Regions from separate parts of the Mus musculus genome. Here region 2 is linked to region 1. The links are chromatin contacts, called in public promoter capture Hi-C maps. All regions are on one chromosome and are shown on one strand. Each heading gives the region's core, a stretch centred on a gene start, on an enhancer-like site or on the middle of the called end of the contact. The rest is flanking DNA. Distances are from core to core; before and after follow the strand shown. Region 1 holds the start of Snx3 (sorting nexin 3). Region 2 holds the start of Mtres1 (mitochondrial transcription rescue factor 1).

Region 1 (5,424 bases), core at 872-3,371:
TTCTAGATTATTCTCTCTCCCCTGTATGTATGTGCACTATGGTGTGTCTATGTGTGTCTATGTGTGTGTAGCAAGCATGGTGTGTGTAGGTGTGTGTCTATGTGTGTGCATGTGTGTATATGTGTGTGTTTATGTATGTGTGTCTGTGTCTATGTATGTGTCTATGTGTGTCTACGTGTGTATGTGTGTATATGTGTGTGTCTATATATGTGTGTCTGTCTATGTCTGTGTGTGTATGTGTGTGTCTATGTCTGTGTGTGTATGTGTGTGTCTATGTCTGTGTGTGTATGTGTGTGTCTATGTCTGTATGTGTGTATGTGTGTGTGAATGTGTGTGTCTATGTATGTATATGTGTGTGTATGTGTCTATGTGTGTATGTGTGTGTGTGTGGGAGGGCACTCAAGCATGTTGTGTGTAAGCCAGCATCCATGTACTCTTTCATTACTCTTAGTTGTTTCTCTGAAGTATCAAGTCTCTCTGAGCCTGGAGCTCCTTGTTTTGTAGTTCTCTACCCCAACTCACCCCACCCCAACCCAGGCTAAGAGTTTTCAAAACCTGAGTGACTCCCCTATCTCCTCACCCCACCCCACCCCACCCCACCTCACCCCCACAGTGTTGTAGTTACTGGTACTGCAAGTCTTGTTGTTGCATGAATTTGGGGGTCCAAACTCAGGTCCTCGTACTTGCACGACAAGCACTGTTAATCAGTAGCCCGTATCTCCAACTCTTTTCAGATCTGTATTCTCCTGTACTCTGGAAATAAACTAACTTTGGAACTTGCTAGCTTTATGGTTGTGCTACACTGCTGTTTTTGTAGGCTGACTTGAAGGGACTCTAAGGTCACGTGACGCTGCCTAGGCCACGTAATGGCTTTGTTCAGGTATTGGGTTGACAACCGGATGCACTAGCTCCTGGTATCCTGGTTCTTGGCACTCCCCTATCTTCCTGTCTCCCTTCAGCTTCCTGAGTCTTTCCCTGGTCCTTTTTTCCATTTTGTATAAAGGCTTCTCTAAGTAGCATTCCAAGTACAATTTGAGATTTACCGCTTAAAAACAAAACACATTTACCAGGATTTGTGGGAAACAAGAGTGGCCGCTTACCCAGACAGGGTTCCCGGCCTTCATCTTGTCTTTCTTATTTTGCTTTCTTATTTCAGGGGCCAGACCAGTCTTTAGGCACTGTTTGACCTTAGTTTGAGCTTATCAGGTTTAAAAAATTCCACTCCCTTATTTACTGCTTCGAATCTATCAGTGTAGAACAGGGTGACCTTGAAACTTCTGAGTCTCAGCCTTCTGAGTGCTGGCATTACATTATGCCGGGATTAATGTCCTTCTTGGGGACTGGACCCAGGACTTTATGAATCCTAGGCAATCAATCTACCAACTGAGTTACATCATCATTTTTTGTTTGTTTTTTGAGGGCTACTGTGTAGCCCTGGCTGTCAACTCACTCTGTAGACCAGTGGCCTAGAACTCAGAAATCCCGCCTGCCTCTGCCTCCACCACGCCTGGCTAAAAAGCCTTTTGTTTTGTTTTGGTTTTGTTTTGTGTTTTTTTCAAGACAGGGTTTCTCTGTATAGCCCTGGCTGTCCTGGAACTCACTTTGTAGACCAGGCTGGCCTCGAACTCAGAAACCCGCCTGCCTCTGCCTCCCAAGTGCTGGGATTAAAGGCCTGCGCCACCACCGCCCGGCTCTCCCTTGGTTTTTAAAGATAAGGTCTCATGTAGCCCAGGCTGGCCTCGAGCTCCTGATTCTCCGCTCTCCATTTGCCAAAGGTCAGGATTACAGATGTGTACTGATTCATTTGAGACGTTTATTAAAGGTTTCTAGAAATGAATTTCCAGGGATCACAGTGATGCACTGGATTGGCTGTCTTACAGCATAGGCAGTTTTGTCTCCTCCCTGCCGTCCCAACGACTGCCTTCACTGCGCCAGAACAGCTAAAATCGTTTCCGGAGTCCCTCCCCGCAGAGAAGCTGGGTCAGAAAAGCCGGAAACCCACACCTCCTCCCCAGAGCTCCCCTACTACGCCTGCGCGTCACTCGGCGGCGGCGCGCTCGCCCGAGGCATTGTGGTTATTGTAGTCTCCCCATATCCTTGGCGCCCACAGTCCCGTGACGCCGCCGCGCCTCAGCCCCACCCCGCAGTGTCCCTCGGGGCCGCCGCGGGGCCTGCGAACCGGGCGCGGCGTTCAGGCCAGTCAGCTGTTTCTCCCTGGGCAGAGGGCGGAAGCCCGAGCAGCCTGGGGCGGAGCTTCGCGCGGAACGAACGCCCACCCGTCCTACGTGCTCGTTCGTCTCCGTTCGCTGCGCGCGAGCCGGGAGTCCCCGCGGCGGGCGGCGGTGGCGTTGGCGGAAGGCGGTGGAGAGAAGCCCGCGGCTGCCGCGGCGACAGCGAAATGGCGGAGACGGTAGCGGACACCCGGCGGCTCATCACCAAGCCGCAGAATCTGAATGACGCCTACGGGCCGCCCAGCAACTTCCTCGAGATCGACGTGAGCAACCCGCAGACCGTGGGGGTCGGCCGGGGCCGCTTCACCACCTACGAGATCAGGGTCAAGGTGAGGCGTCCGCCCCTCTCCCGCATCCCTCGCTCCGGGGCCGCCAAGTCCCGCCGGACCCCGGCGCGGGGCCTTGAGGTCTCAGCGGCCGCCCAGGCCAGACGCCCCTGCGAGGCAGCTTGTCTGCGGGCGGAGGCGTGAGCCAGGGTTTCGCTCGCTCTCCGTGGACAGTTTGTATGGGGACCAGCTCGCTGGCTCCGGTAGAAGGTGCTGGAAGACGAGGGCGTGGGTTGAGCTCTGCTAGCCGAGATCTCAGGCAGCTGATCTGGGCTTGACATTTGAGTTGAAGAGGTAGATCTTTCGAGAACACTGTTCTCCGAAAAGAGAGCTAGGTGTGACTGAGGAAGAAAGGGGGAGGGGGGCGTGTGTGCGCAAAGTTGAAGCCCTCTCTCCCTCCCTGTCTCTTTTTTTTTTTTTTCCTGGACGCTTACCAAGACGTAGTGAAGCCAAGCTTAGCTGCTCTTTCCAGGCCTGTCTCAAGCTACAGTAAGAGTATCCTGGGCCGTACACGTCTGTGAGCAGAACTTGATGGCGAGTTCACGGGAGCGCGTCAGATTTTTGTGGTAGGGCTCAACCAAGCGGTTAGCAGCGATGAGAAATGGTTGACCTTAGCATGCTTGGCTGTCCTGCTGAAGGCCTAGGTGTGTGGAATGTCATCTTCCTCAGTGTCCAAAAAAGCAACTGCCCGGGACTAGGGAACCCTACTCATCTAAGTGTCTGGCTTTAGCTTTTTCACTTCAACTGAAAAAAGGAATAGGGTGAAGTAGAAACGTACTCTTAGAATCCCATAACTAATGGGGTTTTGGCAGTAAGTAATTTAGATGATTCGAGGGACACTAAATGAAAGTACTGCTTTTTTTACTCTGTAGAGCAGGATGGAAGGGTTTTTCCACATTTGAAAAAAAAACTTATTAAATTAATTCATTGCTAAAAATTAAATATTAAATAGTAACCATGAGAATTTTGGCCTTAGAGGACTCATGATCATTGTTAACATTAGCCTTTTTTTTTTTTTTTCGAGACAGGGTTTCTCTGTATAGCCCTGGCTGTCCTGGAACTCACTCTGTAGACCAGGCTGGCCTCGAACTCAGAAATCCGCCTGCCTCTGCCTCCCGAGTGCTGGGATTAAAGGCATGCGCCACCACGCCCAGCTTAACATTAGCTTTTATGTGAAGGAATTTCTTATTAAAGTAAGCACTTTTTGTGTGGTAAACAGAATTTGCCATCCTAGTCATTTTTAAGTTGTACGGCCCAGGAGTGCTGTATATATTTAGCTTGTGAAACTTACACACTTTTAAAGAATGGTTGAACTAATCAAACTTTTTTCCCCTATGAGATAGAATCTCATATGTAGGCTCCTGACTGGCCTTGAATTTACTATGTAGACCAGGCTGGCCCCAACTGCTGGAATTAAAAGTTGTGTGTCTCTCTGTCTTTGGATCATCAAACTTTTGAGATATTAAGCTTAAATGGCCTGGTTTTTCAGGCTACTCATTGAACTGTATAGATGTGTAAAACATGAGCCAAATTAGTATCTTGTTTTCTGAAGATTGCAAAATTCAGGCTTCCGTGGACCTAGGGAAATAAATTCTTACCCAAGCCTGTTTTAAAGGGGGATAATTTTCGGTGCTAGGGTGACAGCTCAGTGCTCAAGAACACTTAATTGATTTGGATTTGAGTTCAGTTCCCTGCACCCACATAACGTGGCTCACACACCTCTCACTGCAGGTTCAGGAGTTCCAATGCCCTCTTCTGGTCCCTTTGAGCACCTTCAGACACGTGGCACATAGACATTCATACTTTAAAAAAAAAAAAAACCTAATAAAATTTTTAAAAGGTGATTTTTTTTTTTCTTTTTAGCTTTGGGGATGATTTTTGTCATTAATATATGGCCTGTCACAAAAAAGAACTTCCTCTTTTGCCTTTATTCACCAGCATGTTTTTCCCTGTGTTAGCATGAAACTTGGTATTCCTGTTTCTGAACTTCCATGGCTACTGCTTCCTGTCCCAGTTGAGTTGGATCCGCCCTCACTTCCTCCACATAAGGAGAGTCAGTGCTTATCTTGCTGAGTAGTCGTTAAGGGATCCTAGTAGATGACTCTTTCCTAAAATACTCGAGCCTTTATTTCCAAAGAGTGAATATGACATTGGGATATAACTATGAACGAACGGCCTGGCTCCGGACGTAGAAAACAGTCCTTTTTAAGAGTGATTAGTGAGTTAGATAATTAAATAAACTGTATACTTACTCTGCTTTATTTTTTCTTGTTTCTTTTTTTTTCTTTTCTTTTTGGTTTTTCGAGACAGGGTTTCTCTGTGTAGCCCTGACTGTCCTTGAACTCACTCTGTAGACCAGGCTGGCCTCGAACTCAGAAATCCACCTGCCTCTGCCTCCCGAGTGCTGGGATTAAAGGTGTGTGCCACCACGCCCGGCTTATTTTTTATTATGAGGCAGTTGGTTGTATGTTAGTGAGTGTTGTATGTTAATTAGAAGTATGGTACCCAACAATAAAACATTGTTTTCTTTTTCTCTTCTTTCTTTTTTTCTTTCTTTCTTTTTCTTTCTTTCTTTTTTCTTTTTTTCTTTTCTTTTTTTTTTTTTTTTTTTTTTGTGTGTGTGTGGCTGGAGAGACAGCCATGGGTGCTGGGAACTAAACTCTTATATTTTTGGTTCTAAGCCTAGACTTTAATGGCTGAGCCATCTCTCCAGCCTCCAACAATAAAACATAATTGAGGTTCTAATGCTTAGAAAATGTTGGAGTTATTCTTAGTATATAATGTATTGACTGAGAGAAAACTCAGGACACCATGTAGTAAGACACTAGGCTTTACTTAAGCAGCATACGATATTTGTGAGTAATGAT
Region 2 (5,424 bases), core at 1,803-4,302, 1.0 Mb after region 1:
CTGTGATCTGCTTCACACTGAGCACTTAGCTTTTCTCCTAGAAGCCTGCCCTAAGTTGCTGTGGAGGAATTCCACGCTTCCTGCATGATCCCAAGGCAGACTTGTAGATAACACCAGGCCTGGCTTCCTTCTTTTTGCCCATGTCTCTCCCTTTTCCTTACTTTGCATCATAAACCCACAATGTAATAAATCATAGCTGCGGGTATGGCTATATGCTGAGGCCCACAGACACAATGTCTAACTAAGTGTCTGACATGACCAAACCCAGAACCAAACACGTGATATCAGACCTGCTGAACCTGGAACCTTCTTCATTTTAGTTAATGTAACAGCATCTGCCTGGTGACTCAAAACAGAAGCTAGTGGCTTTCCTTTCTTTCTTTTCAAGGCAAGGTCTTGTTATATAGCCCTGTTGTCCTTCAGTTCACAGCCTCCCCGGGGCTCCCACACTTTGGGATTACAAGCACGTCACACCATGTCCCGCTTCTCATGACTTTCCACTGCCTTGCTTTGAGACAGGGTCTCAGGTAGCTCAAATTCTCTAGGCTGCCTTGAAACTCTTCTGCCTCCAAAGTGCTGGTGACTGGAGACTACAGGTGTCCACTCCTGGACAGTTTTCTTCTTCTTTTTTCGAGACAGGGTTTCTCTGTATAACCATGGCTGTCCTGGAACTCACTCTGAAGACCAGGCTGGCCTCGAACTCAGAAATCCGCCTGCCTCCCGAGTACTGGGATTAAAGGTGTGCACCACCACGCCCGGCTTCCTGGATTATTCATGTTAATTACTGTTGTTTGTATACATGGTGTATATAAGTCGTCTCTCTCTCATCTTGGCAACACATCTGGCTTTCTGGCATGGGTTTCAGGGAGTGAATACGACTTCAGGTTTGGCATGGTAAAAGTTCAGGCCAGCATGAACTACCAGGCAAGACTATAAAAGCAGCTCCCCCAAAGCATTCAAAAGAAAAAAACACTCCTGGGCCTGGTGGGGCAGGGTGATGTGACGGATCAATGGCTGCTTAGGCCAGAGTGTGGCCGAGGCCAGCCTGGTTAACTCAATGAGAGCCTGTTTCACAGAATTAAGAAAGGTGCTACTGTAAACCCGGTCCAAAAGTCCATGGCTGGGAAGATCCTGGGGAACCTGTTGTTGGTTTGCTACACAAATATGGTGTCAAAGTGCCTTCTACATATACACCCAGAAGTTAGCTTTAAAAAGCTTCTCTTTGCAGTGGGCATCAGTTAAAGTATAAACTGATTAAAGTACGGGGACTTACGTGCTCAGCCCTAAATGAGACAGCTACACCACACCCTCACACACAAAACCCAAACTAAACAAAACCTGAACAGTGACAACCGTGTCTGTCTTACTTGGTCAGCTTCAGCCCCTGCCGCACTGACACTAGTCTTCATGGTCCTTACACACAAGCAGCTATCCTTAAAGAGTGTTTTCCATGGCTACAACTGATTTAGAGCTGGGGTGATTATAAAGGATAGAGATTTTTTTTTACTCATGCCTCTAGAGTCTGGGAAATTCAAGTCAACTGCCTCTAACCCTCTTCTCCCCTTAAACAAACTCCCCTTCCCTTCTGCCCTTTAGAAGCTGCCATTTGGTGAAAGGACTTCTTGCTGCATCACAAGGTGGAAGATAAGGATGGTGTAAGCATGCCAGAGAGAGCTTGTTTTCATAACAAAGCCACGTACTCCCTTAATACCCACTAATACCGACTGTCCATTCTTCAGAAAGAACCTTCATGGCCCTGCTCTTCCTAAAGGTACTGCACCAAATTCCTAACACATGAAACTAGGGGGACACATTCTGGACAAACTAGGGACCTTTGTTCCAGACAGGCCTAGAACACTCTCACTTAGGTATCTGCAAGGAAACTCACCTTCAAGTCTAGACTCAAACACATCCCCTCAGCGGGGCCTACCCATTCCATTCCAACTATTCCAACGCAACTCCACCTTGCCAATCGGTCCCCTTTACCACACTTACCCCACCCCCAGAGCTAATCACAGGCTGCTGTGTAATTTACCAGATGCTGTCTGCATGTGCATACACTCCACAAGACTAGACTTCTTCTTCATCCCTGTTTTATTTATCTCACGTGCACAGAAATAGTGCCTGGTAATTAAAAACTTGCAGAAGCTAGGAACGCTGTTGCAAGCCTATAATTCAAGCATCTGGGAAAGAGGCAGGAGCTCACGTGTTCAAGGACATCGTTCACTATAAAAGTAAGAAGCCAGTCACAACGAGGCCGCCTTAAAAAAGTCTTATAGACCTAAGTCTGGAGGTCACCCAGACGGCACGAGAGATACAGAGAGTTTTAGTAGGAAAGTAACCCGGCAGGAGTCCATATGAAAAAATCTCCTTGACGGCAGTTTGCATTAGAGATGACTAGGAAAGAAAGCCCGTAAGGTTCGTTTCGGGTGAGATTTCTATAAAGCTATAGACTCTATAACGAAGGCTAAGACTGGCAGAAGAGCAGTGTTTAGGATACACAGGCAAAGCTGTCCTTGACCTGCACTACGCTGGGAGTGGATCCACGTTCCTTAGCGTGTCACCGCTCTGTAAGACCCGGGCCTGGCCTCCAGTTGGTTGGGTCTACAGCTACGAAACCCTTCCCTTCTGCGGACGTCGGAAGCGGACTTCTACACAAGATCGAGTTCCCCTGGAGCCCTCCCATCCCGAACCTTCCCCAGGTCCCCCAAGGTCAAAGGAAACTGGACACTCCCACGCCGCCCAGCCCCGAGTCAGTGTGTCTGCAGCTTGCTGCACCCAAGTCCGGGGACGCACAGCCTGGGCCAGCTTAATTCCCACGGTCCCGGGGTTCGAGAGGCGTCCCTAGGCAACCCCAACTCTGCGGAACGGGAAGGGTTCGCAGACACGGCCGGAGCGCCGCAGGGCAGAAGCCAGCCGAGGGCGAAGCGCCCGGCGAGGGGCTGAGCCGGCGGGCCAGTAGGGGCGCACTCACCTGCGCAGTCCGCTGGTCCCTCCCCGGACCGCGCCGACCGCAGGCGGGAGCCACCTCCGCACCTGCCCCGCCTCTTCCGCCCCAGCCTACGCAGAGAGTGGACCCCTAGGCGCATCTGAGCACGGTGGTGGCCTCACAGCGTCCCCTGCTGGACGCGGCGCCTTGGAGGACCACGCTGTTGAGGTCGGGGTGTGGGGAAGTGAGGTGGGGGGGGGGGGGGGGGGGAGAGGGGACGTGGGAGGCCCATCCCAGGCCCGCTGAGCTTGGCAGCCAGTTCCAGAAGAATTTGGTTTGGAAGCAAAAGTTCTTTCTCTCGAATAGCCAAAGCCCTGAACTTCTTAGTGAGTTATAGATGTTGTCTCCAGAAAACTGTCTTAACATCACAGAATATAAGAGTTTACTTCTAACCCGTCCGTGTGTAGGTGTATCGCTGTAATCCCAACACTGGAGAGACCGAGGTAGGAAGAATGGGGGTTCAAGGTTTTCCTTGGGTACATGACTAGGAAGTTCGAGGCCAGGCTGAGCTACAAAGAAATAAATATAAATGGGAATAAATAAAATACCTCACATTGGGTGTGATCCTATCATTGGGGGAGTGGAGGCAGAAAGATCAAGTAAGTCACTTGACCTGTCTTTGGCTACATAACAAGCTTGAGACCAGCTTGGGTTACATGAAACCCTGTCTCAATATATCAACCCCTGACCCCCCACCCCCCAAAAAAAACTAAGTCACACCGTTTTCGTTCAGTTTTCTTGCCATGCCAGAAGTGATTGGACAGGGGTTAGAGTCTAGGAAAACACGGTTTAGTGGAACCAGTGAAAACAAACCTTGGGAGTCAGATGGAATATAGCCCAGACACTAGAGTACAGTCAGTTTCACAAAAGTTGTTTTTTTGTTTTGTTTTGTTTTGTTTGTTTGTTTTTAAAACGTAAATACTTTTACGTGTATGAGTGTCTTTGCCTGCATGTACCATGTGCCTCTATGCTGAAGGAGGCCAGAAGAGGGCATTGCATCTCCTGGGACTGGAGTTACAGATGGTTGCTAACCACCATGCAGATGCTGGGAATGGAATCTGGCTCATCTGGAAGAGCAGCCAGTGCCCTTCCCTCTGGAGCCCAGGTTTAGATATGTTTGCGTTAACGTTTGTTGGGATATATGCTGTATTAAACGAGAAGTAGCCTTCCTGATTTTCTTCTTTTTCAGACGTTTCCCTTCCAAGTCTGTGAGCTCTGTTCCCCGCCTTTTCATTGATGCTCCTTTCTCCTAAGTTGGCACAATAGTTTCTTGATTGTGTTTGTATAAGAGGAATGCACAACTACAAATTGTTTCAAATGCTGAAATGATACATCTACACGGTTGACATTGTGAGATCAGGAGGGATACACAGTTGCATTTACTTGTAGGTCAACACCTGCCATCATGTTTGACCTAGGGAACTCAGGTCTTTTAGTCTTGGCAGCGAAAGCCTTTATCCTTTGAGCCAGTTCACCACCCCTTGGGAAAAAATTTTTTAAAAAAATTAAAAAGATTGCAGGGTATGGTAGCCCATGTCTTTAGTTTTAGCATTTGTGAGGCAGAGGCAGGCAGATCTCTGTGGGTTTGAGACCAGCCAGGTCTAAAAAGCAAGTCTAGAACAGCTAGGGCTCCTTTCACAGAGAAACACTGTCTCAAAAAACAAAACAAAACAAAACAAAACAAAAAAACCAAACAACCAAACCAACCAAACAAAAAATGTTATTTCTGTGGGTGTCTGTGGGTGTGTAGGTCAGAGGACAGCTTGCCGGAGTCTGTCTACTATGTGGGGCCCAGGGATCAAAATTGCATTGCCAGGTCTGGTAGCAAGTGCGTTTACCCACTGAGCCATCTCACAGGGTGAAATCTTTTTAAGATGACATACAGAGGACCAGGAGAGATGGCTCAGTGGTTAAGAGCACTGGTTGCTCTTCCAGAGGATGTGGATTTGATTCCCAGCACACATATGGTGGCTTATACTATCTGTAGCTCCAGTTCCAGAGACCAATCCCTCTTTTGACATGTGAGAGCATCAGGCACACACACACACACAAGCAAAATTAATATTTGAATACACATTTATTTTCTTTATTAATTCTTCAGGTATTGTAGAAAAAACACTTGTTCATAATAATTAGTAATTCTGTAGAAAAGAAAAAATAGTTAATACAAAGGCCTTTATATGTGTAATTTAAAAAATATTTATTTGGGCAGGAGAGATGGTTCAGCAGTTAAGAGCACTGACTGCTCTTCCAGAGGTCCTGAGTTCAATTCCTAGCAACCACTTGGTGGCTCACAACCACCTGTAATGGGATTAATGCCCTCCTCTGGTTTGTCTGAAGAGAGTGACAGTGTACTCAGATACATAATATAAATAAATAAATCTAAAAAATATTTATTTTATGTCTATTCAAATATTATCTCATATAGCTTGACT

The links. Promoter capture Hi-C pulls out the DNA fragments that hold promoters and counts their contacts.
Region 2: a contact with region 1 is called in a promoter capture Hi-C map of liver, with 2.1 times the contacts expected there. The contact joins the promoter of Mtres1 here to the promoter of Snx3 in region 1. A contact is called at or near these places in 1 of 39 promoter capture datasets (liver) and 1 of 484 Hi-C or Micro-C datasets (CD4 T cells).

What each region holds. Positions count from the first base shown.
Region 1 is chr10:42,499,933-42,505,356 of GRCm38.p6, forward strand. Snx3 (sorting nexin 3) reads left to right here and starts at 2,122. Exons shown (of 4, transcript NM_017472.4): 1 at 2,122-2,560. The coding sequence starts at 2,399.
Region 2 is chr10:43,537,966-43,543,389 of GRCm38.p6, forward strand. It overlaps Mtres1 (mitochondrial transcription rescue factor 1), which reads right to left and starts at 3,053. Exons shown (of 4, transcript NM_026411.2): 1 at 2,975-3,053.